2 separate regions of the Mus musculus genome follow, and region 2 is linked to region 1. The links are chromatin contacts, called in public Hi-C maps. All regions are on one chromosome and are shown on one strand. The core of a region is the stretch at or near the end of the contact, and the rest is flanking DNA. Distances in the headings are between cores, read along the strand shown. Region 1 has its middle 23 kb from the start of Gm31601. Region 2 overlaps Gm40281 (a long non-coding RNA gene).

Evidence for each region. Hi-C and Micro-C count contacts between places; a contact is called where the count stands out from the background.
Region 2: a contact with region 1 is called in a Hi-C map of cerebral cortex, with 2.1 times the contacts expected there. The contact joins two enhancer-like sites. A contact is called at or near these places in 1 of 15 datasets of contacts at CTCF or cohesin (CD8 T cells) and 4 of 484 Hi-C or Micro-C datasets (cerebellar granule neurons, cerebral cortex, trophoblast stem cells and 1 more).

The regions. Positions count from the first base shown.
Region 1 is chr5:35,136,742-35,139,656 of GRCm38.p6, forward strand. No RefSeq gene overlaps it. Among named protein-coding and RNA genes, the nearest start is that of Gm31601, 23 kb to the right of the region's middle. Within about 2 kb of position 1,545, at least 44 of the 459 cell types and tissues checked have an H3K27ac peak or open chromatin away from gene starts, as enhancers often do. A contact at or near this core is called in cerebral cortex, where this site is marked.
Region 2 is chr5:35,244,016-35,246,930 of GRCm38.p6, forward strand. All of the region lies in intron 2 of Gm40281 (a long non-coding RNA gene), which reads left to right. Among named protein-coding and RNA genes, the nearest start is that of Gm40281, 16 kb to the left of the region's middle. Within about 2 kb of position 1,521, at least 20 of the 459 cell types and tissues checked have an H3K27ac peak or open chromatin away from gene starts, as enhancers often do. A contact at or near this core is called in cerebral cortex, where this site is marked.

The DNA.
Region 1 (2,915 bases), core at 295-2,794:
TGTTTGGGAGCACCTGTGTGTGATGTGTGTGGTGGGGGCATGGCATGACACATGTGTGGAGGTTAAAGGACAAATTTGTGGAGTTGGGTTGCCTTACCATCTGCTTTGTTTGTTTAGTTGTTTGTTTGTTTTGAGACAGGGTCTCTCACTGTGTATACCAGACTGGCCTGGGAACGCACAGTACAGTGGTCATCCCACCTCTGCCTTCTGAGCGCTGGGATTAAAGGCCTGTGCCATCCTACCTGGCTTGCCTTCCACTTTTGCACGGGTTCTGGGGGTGGAATTCAGATAGGCTAGCCCTGCAAGCACCTTTACCCATTGAAGCCACCTTACGATAACTTTAAAAATTATCTATTAGTGCACTCGAATGTGTGTGTGTGTGTGTGTGTGTGTGTGTGTGTGTGTGTATGTCTATGCTCGCATCTCTCTGTGTGTGTACATTGCTGGAGCTTTGCCACATCTGTACAGAGACATGTGCATATATACACATATATGCATACTTATGACTACACTTGCACATACACATGCCTCTATCTATTTCTTTACACATGCTCATGACACTAACAAAAATGCACATACACGTGCCTATGTCTCCTTGTATACACATACTCCTGATACTTACCTACCTATGTGTTAATACACACAAGTGCAGACACATCCATATACACAGCATAATCACACTTAATCAGCATGTTTACAGATGTACACATACATGCAACACATAGTGTGTATAAACACATGTACAGATCCATACCCATGTGCACATGGATGCACATGCCCTTACACGTGCATTGTTGTTGTCGTAGAGTATTCCATACACCCCTCCCCACCGCAGCAACGTGGAAGCATTCTTGGGGTTGGATGTCTTTGCCAGCACTTGATATTATCCTAGTTTGGGGGTTCTGCCAGCCAGTGGGCGTAAAGAGGCGTCTTGTTGTGGCTTTAATTTGCATTTCCCCAGTTCTGCATGTGGCCAGGCATCTGGGCTTCCTCCCTCGCCAGGAGTCCATCTGCTCGCGTGCCGTCAGTGCTTGCTGGTGGATGCTGGCGGTGGCAGTGGTGGTGGCGGTGGTGTGCCTGCCTGCAGCTGCCCTTTCAACTCTTCATTTGCAGGGTCCATGCTCCTGAATCTTAGGAAGTGATTTCAGAGTAGCAAGTTATTTTAGAGTAGCTGTGTGTGTGTGTGTGTGTGTGTGTGTGTGTGTGTGTGTGTGTCACATGTAACACAGTCTCCTGCTCTGTGCCTGCCAGTGAGGGTTGGCAGGCACATCCTACAGACTCAGAGGGCCTCATGTCATCATTTTGTGACTCTGTCAACTTCTGCCACAGATTAATAAGCGACTTGATGCTGGTTTTAGGTGACACATGCTCAGAGCTCCCAAGGTGCCCTTGGGCTCCACTTTTTTGTGTGGGGTTCAGCTTTATCAGGCCCTTGTGTTCCCTGGCTGTTTGCCAGGACCTGCCGGGGTGACTGGGACTTCATTCATGCTCAGACTGAAGTGACTGGGCTGGCTCAGAATACACAGTGTCCTTGAGTCTCTGGTCAGAGGCACGGAATGTTCCAGGTGGGGTGGAGTCAGCCTCTCCTAAGCCACACAGATCTCTTCATGGAAGTCAGAGCAGATGGAAGAGGAGCGGATGCTAGGTTCCATCAATAAGTACCCATCACGGGCTCGCAGCCTGCCGGGCAGGCGCTGTGGCGGCATGACTGGCTGCTCAGCAGTCCTCTTGCTTGCTTTTGGGCGTATGCCTATGTGCCAGATGGCTGAGCCTCCTGGAAATTTGTTCTATGGAAAATCGGGATTTTTCTTAATTATGAAAATTGTCATGCTGGTGGAACACGGTGGAGAAACATAGCAGCACCAATCTTCTCCTCGCCCCAGGTTCCGCTAGTGATAGGAAGCAGCCTTGCCCTCCCTGGAGTCTTGCAGAGCACGCCACCGTACATTTCAGGCACCGTAGCACTTGGTAACATAAGCCTTCAGTTCTCCTCTGTTAAAAGCAAGATCGTGCCCCACAGAACCCAGACCCATTTCCATACCCAAGCAGGCTAACAGGGAATTCTTTGAGCTCATATGATAGCCTTCCAGATTACGAGTGCCTGAAATTCATGCCCCCATGTGGTCAAGAGTTACACACTAGCCACTGGTGTACCTTTTTAGTGTCTTTTAGCTAAGAATAGCCCCATTTCTTCCAGACTGAAAGCTCCAGATTAAAATCTGTCCCTTTTCCTCTGTGATGCTTACTTACAATGTCTTTATTAGTATATATTGATTATTCACAACAATGGCCTTCATTATGATATTATCACGCATCTATGGATACATTTTGATGCCCGCCCCTCTTATCCCTTTTCCCAAGTAGACTGCCTTCTACTTTCATGTCAGTTCCCACCCCCACCCCAGTGAGTTTAATCAGTTACTTTTCAGGAACATGGCACTTTGCCAGTAGCTACTCTTCTATATAAAATGTCTCTCTTTCTCCCAGCAACCAATATTGGCCAACAGACCCTCATGGAGAATCCTGGGATCAACAGGGCCCATCTTGCACAGGTTTCATGCAGACAATCAAAAGGGTATCATGTCTCTCCTTGGGTAGCAATGGGGCCTCCTTGCTGCTGTCCTTGTCCCCATGCATACAGTGTGACCTCTGCTGTAAACATAGAGCCTGAAATTGAAACAAACCATGGATTGGTTTTACGGCATGATTCTGTCTTCTCCAGTACTTTCAGTTCCTAGTGTTTCCACTCAGCATCTCCTCTGTCTGGAGGACAGAAGCGTTTCCCATGGAGTGGGTCTTCAGATGATGACCACCCCCAGCTTTTGTTGGTTTATCTTTTGTGTTTGCTTGCATAGTTGGTGACAAGAGATCTGTAAAGTCTTGTATTGGCTTCTCTGTCGATAGCCTGGTCTTTC
Region 2 (2,915 bases), core at 271-2,770, 110 kb after region 1:
GACTCTACAGATGGCGCAATGGTCCAGCCCAAGCTGGCAATTGTGACATCTTCTGGAGACTGAGGCTTCGATGATGTGGGCCTTGCTAGGAAAATGAAGAAAGCACATTTAGTGGAAGGCTCTCCCAGGGCAGGAGTGAGAAGGGGCTCATGCTTGGGGGAGTGTAAGTGAGTTTGTCGATGTCCCTCTGAGGCCAGCCTAGAGTGAAGGATAGCCATTCATCAGCAACAGGGATAGGTCTCACTGCCTGTAGGGACAGGAATGGGGATGGATAAGTTATGGAGGGTCAGACAAAGGGTCTGCTAAAGCCCCTGGGGGTTCTGAGAAGAAAGCATTCTGGCCGTCAGATCAGATGGAAGTTGGGTGTTGCCCACCAGGGGGCAGAGGTGATGCTGAGAAAACAAACCAGAGAGGAAGCTACAGTAAAGAGGCAGGAGATTACCTTCCAGGTGGAGGAAGGAAGATAAACACAGGGCTAGAGGTGGAGTCTGGGCAGGGAAGCAGGGAGGAATTCAGTCAAGTGGAGAATGGATGGAAGACTAGTAGGGAGTTGGGTGAGGGCTGGGCAGGAAAGATGTCTGTGGAACTGAGTGGAAGTGCATGGTTAGTCAGGTAGAGGATGGGCCTGGTTTAGGCTGAGTGGTCGCTTCAGCTTCACACCACATCTCCCACCTCTCAGGTGCAGTAGACCACCCCAGCAGGTCAGGTGGCTTATGGGGGGTGGGGCGCCTCAAGAGCTTCTAAGCTCTCTAGAGGAAGCTGAGTGTTTGAGCTCAGAGTCCCTATTCTGTCATTTTCACCATCACCCACCCTGCAGGGCCGGCATCACGGCAGTGCACATCAGGGGGGAAAAGGTGTTGTTGCTTAGAAGTGGTCTGAGGCTCTGCCACCTCCTTCATAAAGCTTCACTGTGTTCTCCAAACACCCCCCTGTGTAGTGTACACCCTCACAGGCTTTCTGACACGGGGCTCAGGGATGCTCACAGACCCCATTGCTGCCTTTAGAGTATGGACTCTGGCAGATACCTTAGGAGACGTGTGTGTGTGTGTGTGTGTGTGTGTGTGTGTGTGTGTGAGAGAGAGAGAGAGAGAGAGAGAGAGAAAGAGAGAGCGAGAGAAAGGGAGGGTTATAGGAATGCTTGGTGGCAAGCCCTTGGGGACCTGCACCTCAGCCTTCTGTTCCACCTCAGAGGCAATGTGGCCTGGAGAATGGACAGGAGATGGACCAGGGTACAGTTGCTCCTTCCAGCCAGTCTTGGCTGGGGAAGCTGCGGCCAACACTATGAAAATACTTTACTTTGCTGTTTGTTCTGTCCTCTCCTGGGATTCAGAAACCGCTGACTCTTTCTTCCATTGCTTTACTGGAGGTCTGCTGGGGTGGGGCGGGGGGGGGGGTATGGGGGAGGGAGCCGCTCATGCCTGCATAAGGAGAATGTGATGCACCCCTATCCCAGAAGCACCTGTGGGGAACAGACTCACCAGGTTCCAGGCACAAAAGGACTCACTGTTATCATGAAAAATAGGAGCCAGGATCTTAACACCCCCAAATGTCTTTAAAGAAGTAATTGCTTCACTGTAATTATCTTAGGAGGCTTAACTAACCACATGGGTGCTTTTGAAGAATACTTGAGGAGTTTAAAATTCCTCCCACGGCCCCCAAGGGTGGGGGCTCCCATGGGTGCCTGGGGCTGCATCCAGGATCTGAGCAGTGGACAGGGCGCACTGTGCCCTGGACCTGTGCCAGGAAGGCTTCTGCAAGAAGATGGCCCTGCCCAGGAGGCGGGTGGCCCTGTTGCCATGGATACCGCCTCCTTGACTGCCTGCAGGGGAGCCAGGCACCTGGTAAGGCTCTGCTGAGGTGCTGAGGAAGGGACCCGATGGGGGAGGAGGAGAGAGTGTTTTTTTTTTATTTCCTTCTTGATGAAGGGGGTATAGTCACCCCTTCAGGAACAGTGAAGAGGCACCAGGTGAAATGCACAGAACAAGAGCCATGCTGGGCTTCCGTCACTGTCTGCTGCTGGCACCCCTGTCACTGTCACCCACAGGCTGGGCACCACTCATGATTCACTGAAAGCTCTGGACTTCAGAAGAAATTCCCAGCCCCCTCAGAGGTATGAGCAGAGCGCCCACGTCAAGACACACACACAGCAGAAATAAACGTCCCAGGCCCCTGGGATGTCTTGCCCGACGCTGTGTGGGCAGGCACCCCAGAGATTCTAGGTAACAATTTATTTTTGAAGAATCAACCTGAAAACAATTAAATGCAATTTATGAAAACAGTGGGGAAAAGTGAGCGACAAGCCCAATTAGAAACGTTATTTTAAAAGTGTCAGCATCCCAGCATCTTCACACATGCTGGCATGCTGGAGTTTAGCTTCTGTTTAGCAGTTGTAGAAAGACAGTCACCCTGGACCAGGCTGAGGAGGGTCAGAGGGAGGAGATGTATAAGAGATGCTGCCCTGGGATGGATTCTTTTTAGGAAAGGAAACAGACACAGAGAACCAAAGGCATCTGCAAAAACCCACACATCCTCGCTCACTCAGAACAGCCCCTCGCCATGGCCACAGGCTACAGAGAGCTTGACAAGTGTCCCCCAGGGAAGGACAGGACACTTCAAATCCTCTTGATTCTGGCCATGCTAGTGGTGGCAGGAGACGTCCTTTGAGGTGACCCACTGAGGTGAGCCCCAGGGCTGGCTCTGCAAGTGGGATGGAGGTCTTTGGTAGGCTGAGTTCAGCCTCCACTGTCTCTCCAAACTCTTGCTTCATCCCAGAAGGAAACCCCACCCCGTGCCGAGTGTTTCAATGAGGAGGAAGACATTGGTACACACAGCAGAAGTGAAGGGGCCAAGAGAGAAAAAGAACAGATGTCAGGTTCATCACCAGAAACCAGCACCTTAAGTTTCTCTTTACAGGA